Linked DNA regions of Mus musculus: all the other regions are linked to region 3. A link is a contact called in public HiChIP or PLAC-seq and promoter capture Hi-C data. All regions are on one chromosome and are shown on one strand. Each heading gives the region's core, a stretch centred on a gene start, on an enhancer-like site or on the middle of the called end of the contact. The rest is flanking DNA. Distances are from core to core; before and after follow the strand shown. Region 1 overlaps Usp3 (ubiquitin specific peptidase 3). Region 2 holds the start of Rab8b (RAB8B, member RAS oncogene family). Region 3 holds the start of Car12 (carbonic anhydrase 12).

Region 1 (4,067 bases), core at 267-2,766, 150 kb before region 3:
TTTTGTTTTTAATTTTTAATTATAACTTAAGATGATAAAGCAGGCCAGTGGTAATAAAAATAACCGAAATTTAAGCAGTTTTTAGACATGAATTAGTTCATATTTCATAATAGTTTGAAAAGATGCCTTGGGAACAAAGTATTCTAGTAATTTTAGTATTCTTTTCCTAACTCTTCATTTCTACATTCAGCTACTGTTTACAAAGATTAGAGTTGACTAGGTCAGATATCAGTGAATTATTTGTTTAGTATTTTTAATCTATTACCTTTATATGTCTACTTACACAAAACTCCTAATTTTAATTTGTGCTTCTTTTCAACTGCAATAATATACCACATGTAATACCATTTGGTAGGAAAGGGAACAGGATGGGAAGGGAGAAACAGTACTTAACAAACAAGAAACTGAAACTTAGTTTCTATATGAAAATCCTGGGAAGATCTTCACTTTTATTGAAATCTTCATTTATCTGTTTCATGCTAATTGGATTGTCTCAAGGAGCGGGGGCCTGTGCCGCCAGACCACAACTTTTTTTTTTTTTTTTTTTTTTTTTTTTTTTTTTTTTTGGTTTTTCGAGACAGGGTTTCTCTGTGTAGCCCTGGCTGTCCTGGAACTCACTCTGTAGACCAGGCTGGCCTTGAACTCAGAAATCCGCCTGCCTCTGCCTCCCGAGTGCTGGGATTAAAGGCGTGCGCCACTATGCCCAGCCAGACCACAACTTTCACAGTATATGTTTTCTCTTTGGAGGCTCTGCTTATTTCAGAATTAAGAAGAGCTGCCTACAAGGATACCAATCTTCAGAGGGAAAGGAATTTAGCCTCTGTCATGTGGCTTCAGTCCTCTGTGATGATCAAAGGACATAGTACAGACTTGGTGCAACCTTTCTCCTGTTTTAAAGGTAGCTATCAAAATCTTTTCCACCCCAGTACTAGAGATGACCCCAGGACTATCCACATACTTGGCAAGGACATTGCCTAAAACAAGTCTGCATAAAACAAGGAGGAAAATAGAAAGATCTGAGAGGGGTCTCTGTAGTCTCCAAGGAGATTTACAAATTAGTGACATGTAGCAGGAAGTGACAAGTGTTCCAGAAGCTAGAAGTTAGTAGAGATTACTCCCCGTAGCTGGAGTTAGGAGAAGGAAATTTTCATGATAACTCATAAGGAAGGAAAGGGCAGGGCAAGACTCTCAGTAAAGGAAAATAAAGACAAAAACTGTAAGCAAGGACAGGAGAGATGGTGCAGTTGGTTAAACACTTATTACATACTCTAAGGACCTGAGTGTGATCCCCTATACCCATGCAAAAGGCTAGGGTGTGTGTGTAGCCCCAGACTTGGGGAGGCAGAGAGAGAAGGATCCCTTGAGCCAGCCTTAACCTAAATTACAAGTCCCAGCAAGAGAGCCTGTCTCAAAAACACAAGGTACCAGAGCAATGCTATCCAAACAATTATGAACTCCATACACATGTGCACGCACATGAACATATATGGGCAAAACCAAATGTAAGCCTCAGAATATCTTATAACACAAACCATAAAGGGGTGAGGAGGGCTTCACAGTTGAGTGTGGTGGCTTACAGCTGTAACTCCAGCATTTGGGAGGCTAAATCCTAGGCTCCTATAGAGTAAGGTCAAGACCAGCCTGAAATTTTAGCAAAACTTTGTCTTAAATTAAAAAATTAAAAAAAAAAAACGGACTGGGATATAATTTAGTAGTGTTTGCTGAGCATGTCCGGGGCGCTGGGTTTGATTCCTACTACTTGGGGGTAGAAGTGTAGGAAAAGCTGAAGTAAAAATGCTTAATAATCAAATATACACACAGCTTAATAATCAAATATATAAACTTTTTTTCCTTTGAACCCTATCAACCAGTCTAGCAATCAGAAACTGATGTACAAAGAAATTCATAAAACTACACCGGGAAATTATACAATTCCCCAACTCAGAGAAATCTGTTTCTCTGTATTAGTTAAGGTATAATAGAAATACTAATTTTAACCAAAGCTTCATGATCTCACAACAGTCATCAGCTCCTTTGGGGTATTTATATGGCAGTGTAATTTTGCAGGGTGGTTCCCTGGCATTCTGTTCTCAAGCCCACAAATGTAGCACTAATGTGACCCGTGCAGCTGCAGCTTCCTTCCTGCATTTCAGAAGCTCTGGGTAGCCACACACTTACAGCTCTGTTTAACCGCACACAAAAGACTGGCAATTGGCCAAGAAGCTTCTGCCACTCCTGGGTATATGCTAATATTTCCTAAATCAACTTGTCCATGAAATTATGTCTACTACCTTAGTACACTATAGCAATGTAAAGGAAATTAAATTCCAATGTCTAGTTAACAAAACTGCAAAGCCACTAAAATATCTAACAGATGTTCTTATAGCACCCTATGAAAATAATTTAATTCCATTAAGCTGATCCTTAAGATTTCCTCAAAGACTTACCATTCCCTTAGAATTTTACCAACAGCAAGAAGAGCAACAATGATTTGTTATAGTATACAGATTTAACTGTATTTACAAAGCTTCCTTTTGAACATCCTCTGCACACTAACTGATATCAAGAATGAATGCTGTCAGCACCTGCACCACACAGAATGGCATGACTTATGACTATGATAGGGAGATAAAGACATTCAAGAATGACCTGAATTTCTGCTGTCTCTAAAGCAAAAGTAGTTATAAACACAGAACACCTGATTCTATAAAACAAGAAGCTGTACCATTCTTGGATTAATGGGGCAGGGATTAATGGAGGGCTAGGATGTGAGTCCGGGTAGAGGTTTATTTAAGGCCAGGGTTCAAGCAACAGCAGCCAACTGAGCTAATGCTTAGCTGTTATGAAAAGGAGTACTCGGGCTGGAGAGATAGCTCAGCCGTTAAGAGCACTGAATGCTCTTTCAGAGGTTCTGAGTTCAATTCCCAGCAACCACATGGTGGCTTACAACCATCTGTAATGAGATCTGATGCCCTCTTCTGGTGTGTCTGAAGACAGCTACAGTATACTTAACATATAATAAATAAATCAAAAGAAGAGAAAAGAAAAGAAAAGAAAAGAAAAGAAAAAGAAAAGAGAAGAAAAGAAAAGAAGTACTCCACATCAGCAAGCAACAGTAGTGAGCACTGCCCTGTGTGTGAACATCTCAGAAAATACTAATTTTTACAAAAATCTTCATCTGCCTCTAAGTTTCTCTCCCTTCTATCTTTTCCAGGTCTGACCACTAAACGAGTAGGTGTTTGAATGACTTAAACCTTTTACAGATTTATTCAATAGTTAAATGCCAACTATGCTAAACCTGTAAAACATTAAAAGACCTGAAAAAGCACTGGTTTAATTTTCTTCCCTTGGCTGGACATCTTCCCACAGACAGTGTGAGAAAGGACTAGCACGCCCTTCAACAGAAAGTGTGGTTCTCAGGGATGCCTGGAAACAGGCAAGGCAACACATGCACAGTGCTCAGGAGGCTGAGGTAGGAGCCAGCCTAGACCAAACAGCAAACTCTGTCTCAAACCACTTACCAAAAGCAAATCAACAAACAGGGATATTTGTACTTTAAATGCCCATTCCTGCTCAGTATTGCCCTCATGTAAAATTCAAGGACTGTTGAGCAAATACATAACTCTAAAGGATCTTCTAAACACCCCCCTCAATGTCAGCAGCCCTTAGAATTGAAAGTAAAGGTGAAAAATTATTCATCATAATTTATGATGAGAAAGAAATCTGCTTCACTCAAAAGTTAAAACTATAAACATCTCTGCATATACTACATGGGTAACAAATTGTTGAACACTGCTTGTAGCCTAAATAATTTGCTCCTAAACAGTCACAAAATAGACAGGACTTTACTACCATTTATATGACACAGACACATACATTATATTACAAGGAGCCACACGGTTCACAATCTATTCTTTTTTGGACATAGGATCTAGCTTTGTAGCCCAGGATGACCTTTAACTCAGAATCTTTCTTAGCCTGCATAGTGCAAGGAATACCAGTATACACCACCTGGCATGGCTATCTCCAACTTCCTCTTAAAGTCTAATACACTTCATGGGGGTCAG
Region 2 (4,556 bases), core at 523-3,022, 210 kb after region 3:
TGTCTAGTCCCCACGGAGGCCAGAAGAGGGTGTTGTATTCCATTAGAATTACAGGCAGTATGAGGTGCCAAGTGAGTGCTATGAACCAAACCTGGGTCCTCTGTAAGAGCAGCAAATCCTCCTAACCACCATAGCAACTTTCCAGCCCCTTTGACATACTTATTGTCAACACACTAGTTCCCCATTACTTGTGGATCACCTGGAAAGCCATTTGAAAAATGCTTTAAATAAGCTAGTATTAGAGGCCAGACAACCAAAAAGCTGATGAGTGAGTGGGCCACTGGACTGCAGCTATTTAACAAAGGAAATAATGTTAAGGTCATCCTACTGAAGGTTTAAAAGCAGTTTTGATGTGTTCTTCAGTTTACAACTTAAAGATCCTGTTTACCTGCACACAATGTCTTTTACTGAAGATACAAGAGCAGCTCCCAGTGAAGAGTGAGAAATTTTTTTCTTGAGTCAATTAGAAGTAATTGGGAAATATACAGTATGTTATGATTCACCTACAAAGTAATTAGAATCAAAGGAAACTACACAGGGAGGCAGGCGGAATGTACAGTCAATCACTTGGCTTGGATGTTACCAACTACACGAGCTCAAGAATTTACAAAGTTGAGAAACTTACTGCTGCTTCCCAAGACACGGAATAAGGCGGTGAACAATAAATTTCTTCTAACCACATCATCTCCCAAAGTCCCCAGCCCCTTTAATTCCTATAAACACTCAAAAGATTTTTAACACCCCGTAGACATTACTCCATCATTAGTCACTTTTTAAATCTCGATTCAAAGATGTCAAGAGAAAATGGAAACCAGCGTTCCCAGTTACTAGGGAAAGTCCTGAGCCCCGCGTTTTCCATTTCCTCTCTGATCTCTCAACCCCTGCACTGCATCCCCTGCTTCCCCTTCTCCTTTCTAGTTAACACTCAGCTCGCCTTCACTTTCTCCACCAAGTAGCCTCAAGTCGCCCTCGGGTCCTCCTGAGTCCTTCTCCCACCTACAATCTTCTGCATTTTCTCTTGGCATCTCTGTTCACACCTTTAGAGTCAATGTCGTTTTATCGCTTGCCTCCTGATCATTCAGTCAGTCATTCCCCTCAATTCCCTGTTGACCGCCTCCTAGTCTCACTTCTCTTGTCCCTGGTGTCCTCTGCCCCTTTACTTCATTTGAAGCCCCTCTTTGAGTCCTCAAACCTTCATTTCCCTCTTCACATTTCCTTCCTCTTTCCTGTCTTTCTAACCCACGTTCGTATTCACTCTCCCTCCCCTCCTTCTCTTTCCGTACGATTTCCTGTGTTCCCCCGACTCCGTCCCTCTGGGACGCCGCTGCCGCCGCCGCCCCGGAGCCCCCTCGTGTCCCCAACACCCCTGGTTTCCGATTGCTCCGGTTCCCTTTCGTCCGTCCGCAGTTCCGCATCCCCATCCGTCCCTTTCAGCCTCTCCGGCTCTCACTGCCCTCTCCGCGGCCCTTCGGGGTCCCCTTCTCCGGTCGCCAAGCCCTCGCGTGCCCTCTCCCAGGCCCCCAGGCACCCGCCCCCCTCGTCTCAGCTCCCGTCCCGGGCCGCGGCCGCTCCCTCACCGATGGTGGAGATAAAGGTGGTGTTGAAGGCGTCCTCTGAGAAGCGGAACAGGAGGCAGGTCTTGCCAACGCCGGAGTCGCCGATGAGCAGCAGCTTGAACAGATAATCGTACGTCTTCGCCATCTTCTCACTCCGGCCCTCTCTGACCGCCAAGAGCAAGGAGGCGGTGGAAAGCAGCGCGGAGGGGGGGCCTCTGGCGAGGGGGCGTGTCTGCCAAGCCACCCGCGCCCCGCCCCGCCTCTCGCCCCACCCTCTTGAGGCGACAGGCTCGCTCCTCCCCGTCCCAGCCAATCTGCCCGCGCCTTGTCATCACCCTCCGCCCCGCGAGGCTTTATGGGATTTGTAGTACTCTGGGAGAGCCGCGGGCGTGCCTCGCCCAAACTGTCCGAACAACCTCCCTGGATAACAAATCTGAGTGATGTAGGGTGGTGTGTTAAGACTTTCCATCCTTACAGGGAAAAGACGCTTCGTTTCAAACTCCTCTTCTTTTGCCAAGGGAACTTGACTTTGTTGTTTCTTTGTTTATGGGCATCTTTCAAATCCAAGACCTCGGAATCTAAGTCCTGCAGTTCGCTCATCTACTTGCCTGAACCCGGAGCTCGGCAAGCTTTCTTTGGAGATGCAAAGGTTCACGAAGTCTGTGAATTAGCTGCAGAGTATTACCCAGCCTCTCCCGTTCCCGCCCATTTCCTAGGCCCCCTTCCACAGCCCTTCAATTATAGAGCTCAAGGAGTGATGTTAGCGGGCTAATTTCATTCCCACTTGTGCCTTCTGAACTACAGGCCACAGCCAAATGCGATGATCATTTTAGAGGCTCTGCTTCATAGATACCGCCTCGCGCACCGCGGGAGGATGAATTCTTGAGAAAGAAAGAAAGAAAGAGAGAGAGAGAGAGAGAGAGAGGGAGGGAGGGAGGGAGGGAGGGAGGGAGGGAGGGAGGGAGAGAGAGAGAGAGAGAGAGAGAGAGAGAGAGAGAGAGAGAGAGAAAGAAAGAAAGAAAGAGAGGAGAGGGGAGAGAGGGGAGAGAGGGAGAAGAGAAGAGAAGAGAAGAGAAGATAAGATAAGAGAAGAGAAGAGAAGAGAAGAGAAGAGAAGAGAAGAGAAGAGAAGAAAGATGTGGGAAGGCTTGTGCTACGAACAGCTTATAAAATAGCGCCACCTGAGACAGGTGACGGGAACTTTGGCCATAGAAGATGTAGAGATTTAGATTTGGATTTAGTCTTTGCTAAGCCACTTCACAGCTGTGTGAAGTCTCACAGGCTTGACACGTCTCAGTTTTCTCATCTGTAAAGACGAATGAAAAACAAACTACTTCATAGGTTGTAGTGAAAATTAAATACTGAGTGTGAAAGCACTTTGAAACTTGGTAAGGTGCTGTGAAGTGTAGGTGTTAGTTGCGTTTAAATTTATCACTCCTCAGGAGGCTTTCAATTAATGGGTGGCAAAAGGAAGGGAGGAAATAGCACTTTGATGTATTCAATTCAAGCCTTCATTATTTATTACCCTAGACTAATTCTTTATTGTTCAGTGCTCTTTTATCTGCAAGTGGCAGAAACCCAGCCAGATCAAGCCCCTGTGAGACAAGGGTTTACTATCCAGATCATGAGGAAGGAGTGGCTAAGGGGGACCAGGAGCTTTATCTTGTCAGAAGTCTCTGTCTCATCTCTGCTTCTTTTTCAGTTTTAATTTAAAATATGTTAAATACCAACTGTCCTAACATACACACACACCAACAAAAATTCTTTTGGATGCCTCCATTTTTAAGAGTATTAAAGGGGCCCTGCCTGACAACAAACTATCTAAAACCCTCTAGGACAAAACTTACCTTAGAGACAAGGAAATACCTTCTAGCAGAGGTTGTTACAGGAAGCAGTGGAGTTAATCATTAGAATAATAATAAAAAAACTGGACAGTTAATTGAACACATTGACAAATTCTTCTAAGATTCAACAATGCCTGTGACTTCATGTACAATATCAGCAATGTTGCATGTCTGGTCCTATTGTAGCAGAAAATTTAGTTGTTCCTAATATTGACCATCACTTCCAGTGTAGAGAGAAGATGAAAGGTATCATTAGCTCATACTTATTGATCACACAATGCCCAGAGGGCAGCAGCTACTTTTGCCAACTTAATATCTAATGTCTAGAGTATGCCTTAGGTCAAAGCTGCCTTCAAAGTCATGGTTCTGAGGAAGGACTAAGTTCCCTTTGGAGAAGGGATCCCTGCCTTCTGGCATCAATCAAGCTTCTTTGCCCAAGCCAAATTCTGAAGCATGCCTCTGAGTAGGGCTTCACCAGGGTCTGAATGGTCCATGGCTCAGGTCCATTCCTTGGTCCTCATTCATTGAACAGAAGGAAAGAAGTCTTCAAAGTCCATTGGAGTTTTCCTAACTTTATTTTTAAATTTAAATCATTTTTTATCTTTATTGTGTATATGTATGTAATGGGGGCAGGGTTTGTGTCATGGCATATGTTTAGAGATCAGGAAAATATTGTGAGGTTGTTCTTTCCTTTCATGTTTACATAGATTTGGGGGATCAAACTCTGGTCATCAGATTTGTGTGTTCAGTCACCTCATTGGCCCTCTTCTTTTTAAGGATTTTTATCTATTGATATACTTTGGTGGGAGGAATGCTGGAGAGATGGCTCAATGGTTAATGCTAAGTTTCACTGACTGCTTTAAGAGGACTCTGGTTGGGTTCTCAGCAACCATGTGATGGCTCACAACCACCAAGAGACCTCCAGTCCCAAGAGACCTGATGCCCTCTTATGGCCCCTTTGGGCACTGCACACATGTGGCATGGTACACAGACAGGTACCACATGTGGTACACATATAGCCAAAACACCCATACATAAAAAAGTTTTTTTAAGGAAATAACTTTCGGTCCTACTATTTCAACTATTGGCAGTTTGTGTGTGTGTGTGAAAAGGGACATATTTATATAGTAAATAACTAAGTTCAGAAGAGAAATGC
Region 3 (4,373 bases), core at 514-3,013:
AGTTTCAGCTTATATTCTTGATTCCCTTCTGTTAACCATTCTTTACCAATTAGCCAGCTATCTGCTAGACATACGATGAATGTCACAAGCTTTCCCTCTGTGGCTCCTAGTTTATGATCTATTCTTACTATTTGACTAAATCCACCATATCCTTCTTTTTTCCCTGCATCTTTGGGGATCCGTTTAAAGTGAACATTTGAGAAGTTGAACTGAGTACTTTCCGACATACTGAAAAACACCTGTCGTGGGAGTGACACAGGCCGGTGGCAGGTATGATCCAGTTGGCCTTGAACTAGTCAAGGCTTCACTCTCTGGGCCCAGAATCTGCATCTCAGAACATTCAGGGGTCTCTCTGGGCCTTCTGCTCCCCAGTCCACCTCAGCCTTTAACAAGACTGCCTAAGCCACTCCAGAGCTCATTCAAGGCTATTCATCTCTGAGAAAAGGTCACCCTTAAGCTTATTGTGGTCTGGAAATGATTGTGACAAAATTGTCATTGTAACAACTTCCTTGAAGAGATTTCAAGCCCTTTATTACCCATACAATAGTTGAGCTGTTAGGGACAGAACAATAACACCCCTTGAAATGCAGGCGACACCTGCTTCCTGGTGGTTCTCGGCTGCTCAGTCTCTCCAAGTTGTAGGTGAACAAATGGCCTCTTTGGTCACCAAGGCCAACCTGAGTTGTAGGTTGAGTGCCAGAACAGATGGGGGATGGGGGAGGGCTGGGCTGGTTGACTTGGCCCAGAGAAGAGGGCATGGCGGGCCAGGTTACAAACATGGGGTTATGTACTATTCCGTATGTGTAGGCAGCAGGAGACCAGGGTTAGTAGGAGCAGGAAACTGAGCCCCACACCTGAGGTGGTAGAGAGATATGGAGGAGCCAGGGAAGCAGAGACCATCTCGGGCGGGAATAACAAACAGACGATATAGGAGGTAAGGGTGGGGAACAGCAGAGCAGGAGGCCAGGAAGATTCAGCTCCGCATGGGCGGGCTAGACACAAACGTGATCAGAACAACGGGCTCCTGTCTAGAGTGTAAGTGTGCATATTGCAAAGCAAGCGGAGATTGGAGAATAGTGGGCAGGAGTAGCAACAGGTGATAAACCAGCATTGGAAACAGCCTGGCCACTGGTCCACATAACCCCTAGCCTGGTCTCTGATGCTTGTAGACACTCGGTAATAAAGCAAGTCCTTTTCTTTCACCACTACTTCAGAGAGGGCACCTTCTCCACCTGCTGCCTACCGAAGATGGGCTGATCCTGTGAATTTGCACAAGGAGTAAGCCTTGTCTACATGCCTCCTCCTCCTAAGGGAAATGCTAATCGCCAAGAAAAGCGACTCATTTCTGTGAATCCCTTTATCTTAGTTTCCGATTCGCAGTCTCTTTGTGGTTTCGTTGAGAAGAGCTTAATCTGGATGTGATGTGTAATTCACAGCTACTTGGCTAAGACCAGGCAGAAACATTCAGACCCTGAATGAGGCTTTGGCCCAAACAGCATTCTATGCTGGGGCTTTCAAGTAAGGGCAGTGACAGACCACAGTCACATCTAGGGAAGTGAGTGCTGCACGGGTCCCTGACTTTCCATACCTCCCTGTGAGAACTGGCTCCCCCAAGTAACCTGTGGCCCAGAGGACCGCCGCAGTGGGCCACTGAGGACCACTTAAGTCAGGACCTCAACTCACCTCGGACCTGGGGCTCCTGCCCTCCGGTAGGCTGGGCTTTCTGCCCCGCCCTCCTGCCTGATGACATCATGTTTAGGGTTGAGTCGCGGCATTAAAAAGCAGCCTACAGGCAGCCACGAGTCTACACAACCAACGTGCACGTCTTGGTCCCAGGCTAAGTGCACACTGTGCTGGTGCGCCGCTGCCAGCTCCGAGCGCCCCACAGCTCCGAGTGAGTGGCAGCTTTGAGTCGCCAGGACAAAGATGCCTCACCGCAGCCTGCGCGCGACTGTCGTCCTCCTGTTGGTGATCCTTAAGAAGCAGCCTTCCAGCTCAGCCCCACTCAACGGTAAAGTTTCTGCTTACTTAAAAAAAAAAAAAAAAAAAAAAAAAAAAAAAAAAAGAGTCCTGTGCACTGAGCCATGCCTGGGCAGAGAGAGGATTTCTGCCAGGCTCTTGCAAGATAAAGTAAAATCACTACTGAGCGAGTAAGGAAGTTGCTGTGTGCCTAGCACATTTTCAAGAAAGGATGCTAGCTTTGGGATCGTTTGGGATGCACTGTTAGCTGAGGTTAGTTGGAGGCACTTTTTTTTAACGGTGCTTGGTGCACAGTTGTAGTTACTCATTTGCCTCTTTTCTGAGCACACTACCTCTGGAGATGGGGCTTGGAAACTTGCTAGCCAGGATCCCGGAACCACGTGCAGAGCGCTGAGAAAGGACTGTCTTCCTGTGTGCTGTGATCCGCAAGAAGGGGTGTCTGGCTGATCGTCAGAACCCTCAGAGAGGCAGTTAACCAGTAGGTTTCACACTCCGTGTCCAGGGGATAATGTAGCCCACCGTTAGTCATTGTCTTTCCCCTCGAGATCTCTGCTACACTGAACCTACATGTGTGCGCACATGCCTTATTTCTAACTGTAATAAGGGGCTGAAACCCGAAGGGCAAGTATGCTGAACAGGGTGTCAGGTTGAGGTGGGAAGAGGAGCCTGAATTGTGGGCTCATGTCCAAAGCCTGGATAATTAACTCCTTTGGAATAAGAAAAGGAAAAGCAAGCTTTAGCCTGCCTCTCCCTCAGGCTACTACTAACCTTAGGGAGAAGGTGGGGACTGGGTCCTGCTTGTTTGTGTCAATGGGTCCCCACACTGTGGTGATACTTGTTCTTGGGTTGCAATAGAAGGGACCAAGAGTGACCCCAGTGGCTGAACAATGATTCCCCTGGCCAGGCAGCGGGGAGAGAGCCCAGCTCCTGCCCAGCAGTATCAGAGCTCTGCTCTCCTTCCCCCCTTGGAGGACCACACTCTGCCGGTGGGCAACAAGCCACTACCCCTTTACTGAACCTTCATCGACTGGCTGGCAGGATCTGCCTACTATCACCTTTCCCACGCAGTCAGGAAGAAGCAGAATGTGGGAGAAGTCCCACAAAAGTGGCGATCAATTTTGAAAACTGTTAACTTTGGGTTGCTACTAACTCTAAAGGAATCTATAGAGACTGAAGTTCACCAGAAGTCGTTTTAGCACCAAGCACCTCACACAAAGGAGAGAAGGACTCTATTGATCTTTTTTTTTTTTGAAAGTTTGGGGCTCTCCATTCTCCTCTTTGTTGCCCCCCCTTCATGTCCTCCTTATTCTCTAAACTGCATTAGAGGGAGTTTGCAGTAAAGCTCCACTTTCCCCTCACACTGAGCAGTCTTAGCTACCGCTAAGTTCTAAGCTTTTACACTGCTATTTATTGGGCAGGTTTCTTGACTGCCTCAGGAGATGAAGTCAAACACTCACTGAGGTGGACTGGAGACCAGTTAATACAAGGTTGGGGCTGGAGGGTTAGCTGAGTAAGGGGGTCAAAGTGTGCTTTCCTGATACTTGGGGGTTGAAATTTGTTAAAGCTGACGCTAAGAAGAGCCTAAGAAGAGCCCTCAGTCCAGGGGTGAGAGGAGCACAAGGTGAAGTTGAAGGTTTTCTGAAGACAGCATGGTGTTCTTTGTTGCTATGGCTGAGGGCTGGTTCAGTGAACTCCGTTGAGCCTGCTCTGCCTGAAGTGAAGGTGGAGAGCCAGGCAAGACCACACTGCCTGGCTGCATTGTCATCAGCTCCTGGAAGCTGCTAGCACCCAAGGCAGGGAGCAGGCAGAGCAGGACCCCTGGCCTGACTTTACCAAATGCCCTTTCCTCAGGGCATCTCCCTGCCCAGTGCCAACCGGGTTTGCAGGTTCCAACAGGCACTGCTGAGCTGCCCAAATTCAACTTTTTTTTTTTTTTTTTGGAAAGGTAATGGTTCTATTCTAGGAAGAGCTTGACTCCCACCCCCTTAGGAAGCTCCTGAAATTTATGGGAACATGGTACATGAGTGATAGCCATGCTGAGACTCGTAGTAGGCACATGGTCTATCTATGACAGGTCACTTTACATCACCTGTGAAAACTACACTCTTCTCTTCCAAGGTAGGATGTTGGTAAATAGTGCCTGAGTCTACAAAACCCAAATGGGGACAATATTAATATATTTTCAAAGTTATGGAGAAAATACTTAAAGAGTCATTTAAAAAACCCCAAAGCATCCTGGGAAGTAAGTAAATGGTAAGTGACTGGGGTGGGGGTGATATTTGTTAAGAAGCTTTGCAGAACCATCTGGCTCTAAACTTGTTCAGTGTCTCATATGATCAAAACTATCAATATGAAAATTAAAAACAGAATTAACACAGAGGCAAAGAAATGGA

Evidence for each region. Promoter capture Hi-C pulls out the DNA fragments that hold promoters and counts their contacts. HiChIP or PLAC-seq counts read pairs in DNA pulled down with a chosen protein or histone mark.
Region 1: an H3K4me3 HiChIP or PLAC-seq map of the SCID.adh cell line shows a contact between it and region 3, with 22 read pairs. The contact joins the enhancer-like site here to the promoter of Car12 in region 3. A contact is called at or near these places in 5 of 39 promoter capture datasets (the C10 cell line, epiblast stem cells, hematopoietic stem and progenitor cells and 2 more), 5 of 484 Hi-C or Micro-C datasets (the AML12 cell line, the G1E-ER4 cell line, Th17 cells and 2 more), 3 of 115 datasets of contacts at active chromatin or transcription factors (the 230-238 cell line, CD8 T cells and the SCID.adh cell line) and 3 of 9 other capture datasets (adipose tissue, embryonic stem cells and liver).
Region 2: a promoter capture Hi-C map of macrophages shows a contact between it and region 3, with 5 read pairs. The contact joins the promoter of Rab8b here to the promoter of Car12 in region 3. A contact is called at or near these places in 7 of 39 promoter capture datasets (the SN4741 cell line, embryonic stem cells, hippocampal neurons and 3 more) and 2 of 9 other capture datasets (adipose tissue and pancreatic islet).

What each region holds. Positions count from the first base shown.
Region 1 is chr9:66,558,320-66,562,386 of GRCm38.p6, forward strand. All of the region lies in intron 3 of Usp3 (ubiquitin specific peptidase 3), which reads right to left. Among named protein-coding and RNA genes, the nearest start is that of Usp3, 33 kb to the right of the region's middle. Within about 2 kb of position 1,517, at least 71 of the 459 cell types and tissues checked have an H3K27ac peak or open chromatin away from gene starts, as enhancers often do. A contact at or near this core is called in CD8 T cells, the G1E-ER4 cell line, the SCID.adh cell line and 3 more, where this site is marked.
Region 2 is chr9:66,917,933-66,922,488 of GRCm38.p6, forward strand. It overlaps Rab8b (RAB8B, member RAS oncogene family), which reads right to left and starts at 1,773. Exons shown (of 8, transcript NM_173413.3): 1 at 1,578-1,773. The coding sequence starts at 1,701.
Region 3 is chr9:66,711,923-66,716,295 of GRCm38.p6, forward strand. Car12 (carbonic anhydrase 12) reads left to right here and starts at 1,764. Exons shown (of 11, transcript NM_178396.5): 1 at 1,764-2,011. The coding sequence starts at 1,927.